Regions from separate parts of the Mus musculus genome. Here regions 1 and 2 are each linked to region 3. The links are chromatin contacts, called in public Hi-C maps. All regions are on one chromosome and are shown on one strand. Each heading gives the region's core, a stretch centred on a gene start, on an enhancer-like site or on the middle of the called end of the contact. The rest is flanking DNA. Distances are from core to core; before and after follow the strand shown.

Region 1 (3,250 bases), core at 655-3,154, 540 kb after region 3:
TGCCCAGCTGCAAAAATCACAAGCTTTGGGCAAAGCAATGGACATCCACTTCCAAACAAGAGAAAAGGAAAGGTTTTCCAAAGGTCTAAGGGAGCTTATCTAATGTGGCACCTGCATAAGGTGACTAAATAAAATATGTCACTCTTTCTCTAACTAATGTTATCTTGATTAAAACAGCATAGGCTACCATGGTTTATCATGAATTTTCTCTACAATATCAGTTCTACATGTATGAACTCTATCCTTCACCAAGTTCTTTAACAAAAATACTGCTATGCTCCAGCCTACTGCATGAGGTGATGTAAAATACTTCAAATTCCCCTCCAGTAAGAATATGGTCCTGTGTCCCTACCTGGGCTTAAGGGACTTCCAGGGAGCTGTTACTTATAATGGAAGTGACATCCTGATGCATCACAATGCATGCAATACATAATGCAACATCGCAGCAATTAAAATACATTTTGAAGAACATCAAATGACATAGAAGATTAAAATAGCAATATCATGTACAGGAAACAGAACAAAAGCAAATGAACATAACGTGTAGCTTTTTCTTTTGGGTGGACTGGCGTCCAGGTGTACTCCTGTGTCAATTTTCTGAAAGAAGCCTAGGCAACATAATTGCCAAGATGGGTTGATCTCACTTTGCCAAAAATCAAAGTTGTTTAAAACAGCAAAGAGGAAGGAATGCTTGCAGAGAACACCCGAGGACTGAGTCACGTGACCCACTCACAGAGAAGCTGCTGCTGACTGCCACCTGTAATGGAGCAGTGTACAACAGCTCAGCGGGACAGAGAGGGCCCTGACTCTGTTTCCTGCTTCCCTCTGGAGTACGAAGTCCATTCACTTTGCTCAGACATGGAGGAATTTTTTTTTGCTTGTTTGTTTGTTTGTTTGTTTTTTCTAAAAGGACACCAAAACGTTGATTCCCTTCTCTCCTTAAAGTTCTAACAACTCTGCTTCAAAACAGAAACCTGCACACTATCAATCACCCTCCTGGGCCCCTTACACCCCATCCCTACAGAAGCTGTTCAGGAGGTCTGACTGTTGCTCTTGTCAAGAACTCACAAGGCCTATTATTGTCATAAGAGTCCTATGAGCCCCAATGAGGATGTCCAGCATAGGCACAGATTCTATGATCTAGAAAGGATGTCAGTTACAGAGATTCCAAAGCCCTTAAAGACCAAGGTACCACCAAGGGAGAGCCAGTCAGCTCCTCAGCACAGAGGACTTCAGACGCCTGCAGTCTGGCTGCTCTCTCTGTGTGAGCCACTGAGCCTGACTGTGCTGCGATCCTGCCCCTTTACCTGACAGATTTTTTTCATTAGAGTTTACTGAGGCTGTGCTCCCCACTAAGAAAGAGAAATTCTACAGTTTTCAAATAAGAAAAATGGCATTGCAAATTACAATGAGACCTCTACATGGTGTGCACAAAGAGACCAGAGAGGGTCCTGTGCCAGGGCAGGGACAATGGCTTCCAAAGCACCTAAACTCACTATCTGTCAGGTCTGCACTTTTTGATAAAGAATTAATTGATTCTGACAAAAATCTAAGGTGTCCCTGAGATGTAAGGCCTACTTTATTGTACAGAGACATGCAGTTTGCTGAGGGCTTGAGGTCAGAAGAAACAGTGGGTTCATAAAGGAAACACTGACGCCTATGGAAAGAGCCTCAGGACCACTCTTAAGGCCAAGTGTCCTTATGTCCTCAGTCTCCTGCCATGGTGTGTGTCTCACACACACACACACACACACATACACACACACTCACACGAACGTGTGTGCCACTGGGCAGAGGGGTGAGAGAGCAGCAGGTCTGGTCGGGATGCAGAGCCTCCTTGCTTCCCCTGTTCCTGCTCTAGCTTCCTCTCCAGCTGGGACCACACCCTCCCCATGACCTTTGCGGCCTTCTCCTCCTTCTCACGCCCTCAGAGTGTCTTTCTCATTCAGACACATTAAGCACTATGTAACTCAGTGTGAATTCAAAATCAGGACATTTTCAGAATTACCTAAGAAGAATTTCGAAATGCTAATATTGTAGTCTACACCCAAACGATGTAGAAACAGAGAATGGATCAACCACTGGCTAACATTTTGAGAATCGAATAGGCACTCCTGGGTTTTCTATAAGCAATTTATGATTCGCCATGTAAACCATCATTTTACTCAGTTTCTAATGGGAGAAGCCCCTCTGCTTCCCTCAAGCTTCCAAACATGGACTCTCTTAAATACTCTCACCCACTGTACCAAGGAAAGAGTGCCTCCTCTCCTTGGATTTCTTACCCCATGACAGACTCTAAGAAGATACTTGGGAGGGAGACCCAGATTTGATACTGAAGACTTACGTCCCACCTTTGGCACAGAGGAGTGTTTATTTCTGCTTGGGGGTTAATCCTTGCACCACAGACCTTGACATCGTTACATAACATTTGTTTGCTCAAGTCTCAGCAATCTAAGTGTGTCCTTCGTTTGAGGTTGCATCAATAGATTTGCCAGCCTAAATTACAGAGCAAATGACATCAGTCTCTGCTCAGATAAACCACCCCAGTTTCCTCACTTCTAAACTGGCCCTGTCCTCCTGTTCCAGACTGCTGTTGTTTTTTTGTTTTTCTCCTAAAGAACTGTATTGACATTGGAGAGTGAGGAGGGCAAGAAGCCAAGCAATATCAGAGCATCTCCTACCCTCTGCCTTTCCCTTTCTATTGGGATCCCTCTGTTCTCCACAGGAAGGGAAGGGGCATGAGTTACTTGATTGTGTAGAAGGGCAAATGCAAGGCAGTCCCTTACTCCAAACCTTGAGACTCATCTGACTACTTGGAGTGCATACTCCCTTATCTTCCAGGCTGCAGGATGGACAGATGTAGCCCCTTAATGTGGAGGGAATGCCTGGGAGAACGTCAAATGGTTGCCATGTTGGCAAGCCCACTGAGCTGAAAGACTTAAAGACCTCTCTACAGTGCCTCTCTGCCTGGCATCTGCATCAGCTTTAACTGGTTTACAGTAAGTACAAAAGAACAGAGAAAGAACAGCAAATGGAACTTGAATGAGGATTGGTGGCCAACTGTTGGTGAGATGCAGGACTCTCAGTATGTCTCCTGCTCTAACACACACTGAATGATCACTGCCTCATACCTCCATGCTTCCACTGTTGCTCTTGCTCCTGGATAGCCTGGCATGGCCTTCCCACATCCTTTCCTGTCCCCATCCCAACCCCTCACCTTCTCACGTGCAGCCAGTTTCTGGAATTTGTT
Region 2 (3,436 bases), core at 634-3,133, 520 kb after region 3:
TGCCCTTCCCCGCCCCCTCCAAAGTGAGGACAGAAGAGGGTTATTGGCCTATGACCAGCAAAATCAAACATATGTGAAAAAAATCTATTAATTTAGTGTTTATAGATTGCATGTATCAGCATGAGACAGATATCCTTTACAACTTAAGGAATGGCAACACTTTCGCAAGAAAAAAGATACTGGCCAACTCAGAGGAAGAAACGAATGCTCAGTGGCAAAGAGCAGTTTGCCCGTAGGGACACGACACACAGCAAATAGCAGGTCCTAGAAGCAAACGAGGGTCTGAGCATTGCAGCTCACAGGAATGCCAGCATCTTCCACTCTGTTCTACAGGAGAATCAAGGCTTCAGATACTACTGAAAGTGAGGCTGTGCATGAGTAGACTTATAGAGCCAGGCAGCTAAGGTAGATCCTGGAGGGATGGCCTCTGAACAAGACCACACTGTGTCTGGTTTCAGGGTACCCTTAGCTGAATCACAACTCTTGAATTCACTGACAAAAAATTATATTACAGAAAACTTGGTCCCTCACCAAGTTCTAGGCTGCACACTACATGATAAAGAGGTACATAATGAAAAGTTGAGAATCTCTAATCCAGAGAACACTTGGCTCATTATAAAGTATAATAAAAATAAAATAACAGCCGGATGGTGGTGGCGCACGCCTTTAATCCCAGCACTTGGGAGGCAGAGACAGGTGGATTTCTGAGTTCGAGGCCAGCCATCGAAACATCGGTTTCGTCTGAGATGAAGCTGGTTCTTCCACTATTGCCCTACATCCTCCGACAGATAGGTACATGAAAGGCTCACAACACGGGAGAACCGAGGATAATCTAGACTGGAGGCTTTAGATAGAACGTCTGAGCAGAGGTGAGAGCTTACATGTGCACGCAGCATCCTTTTCTTTCTCCTTCCCACGGAGGGGTGGGAGGCTCTGTATTTTGAAAGACTCTTTATCAGGAGCTGGGTTGACAGGGACACCTGATGAGAATAGTAATTAAATCAAGAAGTAAAGAAACACTTGCATCTATGTTCTTTATTTTTGGTAGCTGTCTTTTGAAAAATGAGTTACCTTCTCTTTCCCAGCAAATATGGGGTAGCTTCACAAAATATTCTCCTTTTCAAAGTATTTTAGTTTATCAACAACCCAGCTGGATACCTTGAATGCATGTGTGGACTTCTGGGCAGTGCCGAGGATATTAGCAAGAGAAAAGTCTCAGTCTCTTCTTTCAAAAAGCCAAAATCTGATCCTGTGGCCAAGCACAAAATGTTGTGATTTTTTTTTAAGTCAGCAAGTTATGTTCTCAATTATGAAAATACCAAATGCCAGATTCTTCTCCAGTCCAAGCAATAATATGAAAGCAGCCAATTCTCCTAAATCAGAATATTTTTAATGAAAATTATGACTGTTGGAGCTTTCCCTTCCAATGCCAATATTATTAGAACTCAGAATAAGAACACAGGTCACTTTCCTGTTCTCTGTAATTCTCCCCAGGCTCGGACCAAACACTGTTCAACAGACACAGAGCACAAGCCATACCCATGATTTTGAAATCTCTAGTAACTTTTAAAAATGTTAAAATTTTACTTCAAAAATATATCCAAAATATCATCCTTTAAACACGTAGCACTAGCCAGGTTTCAAGGACTCGAGAAGAGCAATGGCAACAGTGGCTGTTACACTGGACAACACATCTCCAACTCTCTACTGCCTGCCCCGTCCCAGCCTACAAGCAGAGCACAGCATCTGTTGAAGATGAAGAGATAAATTTTATAATTGTTCTCACAATTCAGACATAGTTTCTCTCATTGTACACCTTAGGACCAAAAGCCTGCAAGGCATTGTGATGGCAAATTGTCATGGTTACAAAATTGTTCCATGCCACATGAAAAGATGAGGAAAGCAAACAAGACCAAGGGGTAGAGACGAAGAGGCAGTCAACCCACAGATGCAGATAGCATCGTGCTTGAGACTTGGGTTTTTACCCTGAGGCCTTTTGTGGCTTGAAACCATGTTATTGATCTAGCTCTAATCGCTACTCTTTCTTCTTGCCAAGCCTCTGTGCATCCTTGGAAAACAGCACCAAGTAGGAAAAGTTCAACAACATTATGAAGGCTCAATGCATAAAGATACTTAAAGCATTGTGAAAACCTCTTTTATCCATTTTATCTGGGGACCCTGAATAAAGAAATTTCTATGCCCTTGTCCAAACAGCATTCTCTCCATCACCCTCCATCATGTCTTCCTGTTCCATGGGATGAATGGTGGACATCCATTAAGCCATAAATACCAAGGAGTTGATAGTTGCAGAAGTCAGTGTGAAAGAGAGATGCCTTTCACTACTTCTTATATTCTCTACTATATGCCTTTCCACTGGAGACTCTTTTTTTTTTGTTTTTTGTTTTTTGTTTTTTGTTTTTTGTTTTTTTTACCAGACTCCAGTCCCTGTGTTATTTACTAAGTAGGTGCACACAAACTCAAGACTAAAATTGATCTCATCCATCAAATGGGCTCAGGATTGAGGCCATAAGCACAAAGCTTCAACATGCTTTTTAGATATGAATCATATACTCTATTAAGGTTGGCAAGCCATGTGCTTTTGATGTTGGGAAGCCATGTGCTTCTGAGTCTTGGCTCTCCATTATGAGTCAGTATGAACACTAGCCCATAATTTGCAAAGGTGTCAAAATGTTAACAGTACAAGAGTCTTTCACTTTACTATAAAATAAAACAAAGCAAACATGGTCACCCCTAAGGTTAATACCACCAGTCATAGGTCTCATTGAACCCATAGACTCACTGACATGAAACAATAAAAAAAAAAAATCTTTTACTCAAAAATAGACAACTCATCTAATCATGAGAAAGCATTAAGCAAACAATAATCAGTAGATTCTATGATGTGCCAGGCCTTGAAACAAGGCACTTTTCATGTATAAAGGTCATAAAACATGGGAAAAGTCTGTACTAAGTTAAAGACATGAGGAGAAAGTACAGAAGAAAATTCCTAATTGAATCCTATTGCACAAAATGCACTAGTGAATAAGAACAAAATTTGTAGTCACAATAGTCATGCTTCCCCATGTCAATTTCTGAGCTCCAATAAGCAAACCTTACTCATGTGAGTTAGTAACATGAGAGAAAGCTAGGGAGGTACATACTGTTCTGTGTCTACAACTCATCAGCACCAACAGGGAAATGTGGCGGAACACACTCAAACCACCTCCAGACCAGTGAAAATGCCCTCAGGCAGAGAGCAGGGGGGATAGAGCATCACACAGTGTCAACTTAGGCTTTGCTTTTCTCATAAAAACTAAAAGCATTTCAATGATTCACTGAAAGTAGATAGTTAAATAGTTTTTGAAATAAATAAATAAATGGATGTGAAAAGCCAACATTGCCCCCATCACCATCAGAAAAATTGATCATTGTAAAA
Region 3 (3,688 bases), core at 587-3,086:
TTCTCTGGAGTCTAAGGCCTCTTTTATAACACCTAGTGACAGTTTTTCTGTGTAGGTGCTGAGAAGCATAAGAAGAGCTGTGGTGAGCTACTTCTTGTGGAATCAGAGTATTAAGAAATCCCGGGAAAACTTGTCAAAAAGAAAATGCGGCTTTTCCTGCCCTGAGGCTATCTCAAGGGAGGAAGAAGAGAGTATATGGAAGCCTGCCTCCAGAAGACTGGTGAGAACAGAAGGGTTGGCCAGCCCCAGGACAGCCCTCAAGGCAAGCTATGACTTTTACCAAGCCAGACACTCACATAAAGGCCCTCAGTAAGGTGACTACATAAAATGCAACCCAAGCCAGACATTTTAGCGTGATGAAGGAAGCTATTCAGGACTCCAGGCTGTGGTGGCACACACCTTTAATCCCGTCACTAAGATGGCAGAGGCAGGCAGATCCCTGAGTCAAAAGCCAGCCTGGTCTACAGAGCGAGTTCCAGGACAGCCAGGGCTACACAGATAATCCCTGTCTATAAATTATATGTAATTATTATAAAATATATGTAATATTAGATAGATAGATAGATAGATAGATAGATAGATAGATAGATAGATAGATAGATAGATAGAAGGCCTACCTAAACAAAGAGAAGGCAAATCAAGAAGGGTGGGTGCTGGGTGGCCTTTGCCATCGGTGTTGATATTGACAAGGAATGAGTTCTACCCATGGAGCAATAACTATATAATAACTTATATCCCATACAAGAGACTTAACACAGGCACAAAGGGACTGGTTATCTGGAGGACATTAGTAAATCTCTCAGAAAAACTGAAAGAAGGCAGCAAGAGAGGTGGGGGCACCCAAGTTGAGATTTGATGGCTACAGAGGAACTGAGGCATGGCAGTAGGAAGTCAGGCAGAGGTCATCAAGCCCAGAAACTAGCCTCTGTGGGATGCTCAGGGAAAGGCAGGGTCAATCGGATATGCCTGCCATAGACCGCGGCAAGAATGACATGGGCACCCCGGGCTGGGTTTGGCCTACTGTGTAGACAAGCTGACATCTGTTTCTAAGTATGATTCGCCAAGTCAATTCTCCCCTCCCCGGGTTTGCTTTGTCTCTGCTGGGCAAGTGGTCTTCTCTCTCCATCAAGGACTCTCATCTGAGGAAGACACCACTTCCGGGTTTCACTACCAAATTCTCCCTGAGTCTCTAGCCACGGAGAAATGGGTTTGGATGATCACAGGAAGTACCTTTTTGGCAGTCCAACATGGCCAGAAATCTGAAGGGGGTGGATTTTAGTGGCTCTCCCTTTTTGATATTTCGCCTTTGGGAGACTCTTTCTCTGCTTACTTTCCAGGACTTACAAGTCCGGAGTTCCTTTGGACTTTAGAGACCTTAGGCTTTTAGAGACCTGAAGGTCACAGGATCAAAGAGGGACTTTCTCCTTTGGTCCTTAAGACCAACTGGTGAGGTAGGTTGAGAACAGGTAACAGTTAACAGGCAGAGAAAGGATTGACAGCTGCTGCCAGGAGCTCATCAGCCAGGCTTTGTATATGGAGCACCGTAAGCTTTCCAGCAGGAAGGAGGGGAAGGGTAGAAGGAAGAGGAGTAGCAAGCAGAAAGGGGGAGGAGCAGAATAGTGCCGAAGGACTAAACTAGAACTTTCTTCTTCGCCCCACCTCCAAACTTACCCCTCCCTCGCAACCCAGGGGGGAGAAAATGGGTCTGAGGCTGTGCGGTTGGGAAGGGCGGAGGGTAACATCTTCACAGATGCTGCAGCTTGGCCCTGCAGGGCTGCTGGGCCTTTGAAAGGCCACTTGTAAACTCTTGGTTCCGAACAGAAAGGCAGCCGGGAGGAGCTGGGGCGCGGGCAGGGGGAGGAGACCGGTCTGCCTTCAGTGCCTAGAAATCAAAGCAGCCAACCTTGGGCTTTTTCTTTCCTTCACACTGAGGCACTTTTATTGGCGAGATGAAGGGAGGCAGAGAGGGCCTACAGCCCTCGCTTCGCTTTTGGAGGTTAATGACCCAGTTAGCAGCTCTTGGCTGAGTTTCCGACATTTTGCAGACATCAAGCCCCGCGCCTCTGCCAAGTACATTCTGTTCCCTGGAGCCCATCCAATGCATCTCAGATTACTATGTAATGCGACAAAGAGGGAGAGGCGGCTGGGAGGGGCCCGGAGAGCTGGGCGGGGTGAGCGGGCGGTAGCCCCGAGAGCGGGACGCAGAAGCCGGCTGGCGGGGAAGAGGATGCCACTCTAAATACAGCTGCTCCAGGGGAGTCGCATCCCTCGAGGGGCTTCTTAGCTGGAGAGGGAGCCCGAAAGGAGGGTGGACAGGCCCTGTCCTCCAGGAATCCTGCCCCGTAGAGCCCGGCACGGTCCAGAACGCAGATGGGGGTGGGGAGAACAACCGGAGACCCGACAGGACAGCGGGAGGAGGAATCCAAGGGGCGGGCCTAGGGGCTCGGCTCCGCCCCTCCAGGCTGCCCCAGGCCCGTCCCAGCAGCTCCAGGGGTGAACAGCCTGCTGGCTAATTATAGACCTGAATGGAAAGCGGCGCTTTTGAATGATCTTGTTGCTCGCACTGCCTTCAGAGTCTGAGGAGCAGGTGCGGCCCTGCTATATACAAAGTGATTCATTTAAAAGCCCTCTGTCACGTACGCTCACTTACTGACACACAGGAATCCTTGTGCGCTCCACCACCCAAAGGATTCCAGAACTGGCTTAAAAGAACTTGAGCTCAGGGCAGAAACCAAGCGACTATTGGAACAACTTCACCACTCCTTAGTAGTCTCGCAGAGTAGATGAGAGAGGGTACTAGGCCTTTCTCAAAATGTTGAAAAGTAGGGTCTTTGCAATTTACAGCTGGAGAAACGGAGGCTGAGACAGAGTTTTGAGACGTGTCTGTGAGAGCGGGAAGTCAGTGTGAAGCTAAAGAGAAGCATGGGGTCCTGCCAGCCCCTTCCTCTGCCTGCCCAGACTGGAGCTTAACGTCTCCCATCCTGAACCTCTGGCACGGAAGAACACCCCTCCTTCTAGAATACCCCTCTTTCCTGAGTGTGGCACCTACCCGTTGCACCTCCCATCCCTGAATCCCACCAGTAAACCAGCTGAAGCCAGTTCCAGGCCTAGGAACTGGCAATCATGCCCATTTTCCCTAGTGTTCTGTATGAGTCAATCTGTTACGGCTCTGTCAGCACAATGCCCTGTGAGGAACTACAGAGGGGGCAAAACTTCCTTCCCTGTCAGCGTCTTACACCCACCTCGGGTTCACACTCACAGCTAGCCAAGACTTTCCATGACCTTGATGACCAACTGCAGTCTGCATAAGCACAATGGAGCCTCATGCCCATTTGATGGAGTCCTTGAAGAGTCTTGGAGGGAGGAAATGACTGGCTCATGGTCATCTGATGGTGAGTCTGTATGGAGAGAGCCCAAAGTGGGCCTGTCTGCATCCTGAGTTGAGGTCAACACACTTACTTCTTTCTTAGATCCGACCACAAGCCCACTCAGTCACAGAGAAATATTGCTGTGAGCAATCTGATTATTTGCTCTCTGGTCCCCACATCACCATACCAGTTTTGTCCACACTTATGAATCTGGGTGTAGAGAACTGTTATTTTTCTCTAAACATCTCTAAACCCAGCCAGTGCATCTGGCCTTAAATAGAAAGGCTGTCCGTCTCACCACCTAGGCCCACAAGTTCCAC

Evidence for each region. A called contact is a pair of places that touch in the nucleus more often than the background predicts.
Region 1: a Hi-C map of liver shows a contact between it and region 3, with 5 times the contacts expected there. The contact joins the enhancer-like site here to the promoter of A230028O05Rik in region 3. A contact is called at or near these places in 1 of 39 promoter capture datasets (the C10 cell line), 1 of 15 datasets of contacts at CTCF or cohesin (large pre-B cells), 29 of 484 Hi-C or Micro-C datasets (the 3T3-L1 cell line, the AML12 cell line, B cells and 21 more), 21 of 115 datasets of contacts at active chromatin or transcription factors (the NIH/3T3 cell line, Th17 cells, acute myeloid leukemia and 15 more) and 1 of 9 other capture datasets (embryonic stem cells).
Region 2: a Hi-C map of CD8 T cells shows a contact between it and region 3, with 4 times the contacts expected there. The contact joins the enhancer-like site here to the promoter of A230028O05Rik in region 3. A contact is called at or near these places in 1 of 15 datasets of contacts at CTCF or cohesin (large pre-B cells), 7 of 484 Hi-C or Micro-C datasets (B cells, CD8 T cells, Th1 cells and 4 more), 8 of 115 datasets of contacts at active chromatin or transcription factors (astrocytes, bone marrow-derived macrophages, craniofacial prominence and 3 more) and 1 of 9 other capture datasets (embryonic stem cells).

The regions. Positions count from the first base shown.
Region 1 is chr16:24,516,470-24,519,719 of GRCm38.p6, reverse strand. The region is part of intron 3 of Lpp (LIM domain containing preferred translocation partner in lipoma); the gene reads right to left. Among named protein-coding and RNA genes, the nearest start is that of Gm24440, 110 kb to the right of the region's middle. Within about 2 kb of position 1,904, at least 40 of the 459 cell types and tissues checked have an H3K27ac peak or open chromatin away from gene starts, as enhancers often do. A contact at or near this core is called in Th1 cells, Th17 cells, fibro-adipogenic progenitors and 2 more, where this site is marked.
Region 2 is chr16:24,537,663-24,541,098 of GRCm38.p6, reverse strand. All of the region lies in intron 3 of Lpp (LIM domain containing preferred translocation partner in lipoma), which reads right to left. Among named protein-coding and RNA genes, the nearest start is that of Gm24440, 130 kb to the right of the region's middle. Within about 2 kb of position 1,883, at least 19 of the 459 cell types and tissues checked have an H3K27ac peak or open chromatin away from gene starts, as enhancers often do. A contact at or near this core is called in CD8 T cells, where this site is marked.
Region 3 is chr16:25,057,787-25,061,474 of GRCm38.p6, reverse strand. A230028O05Rik (RIKEN cDNA A230028O05 gene) reads right to left here and starts at 1,836. Exons shown (of 3, transcript NR_040374.1): 1 at 1,672-1,836.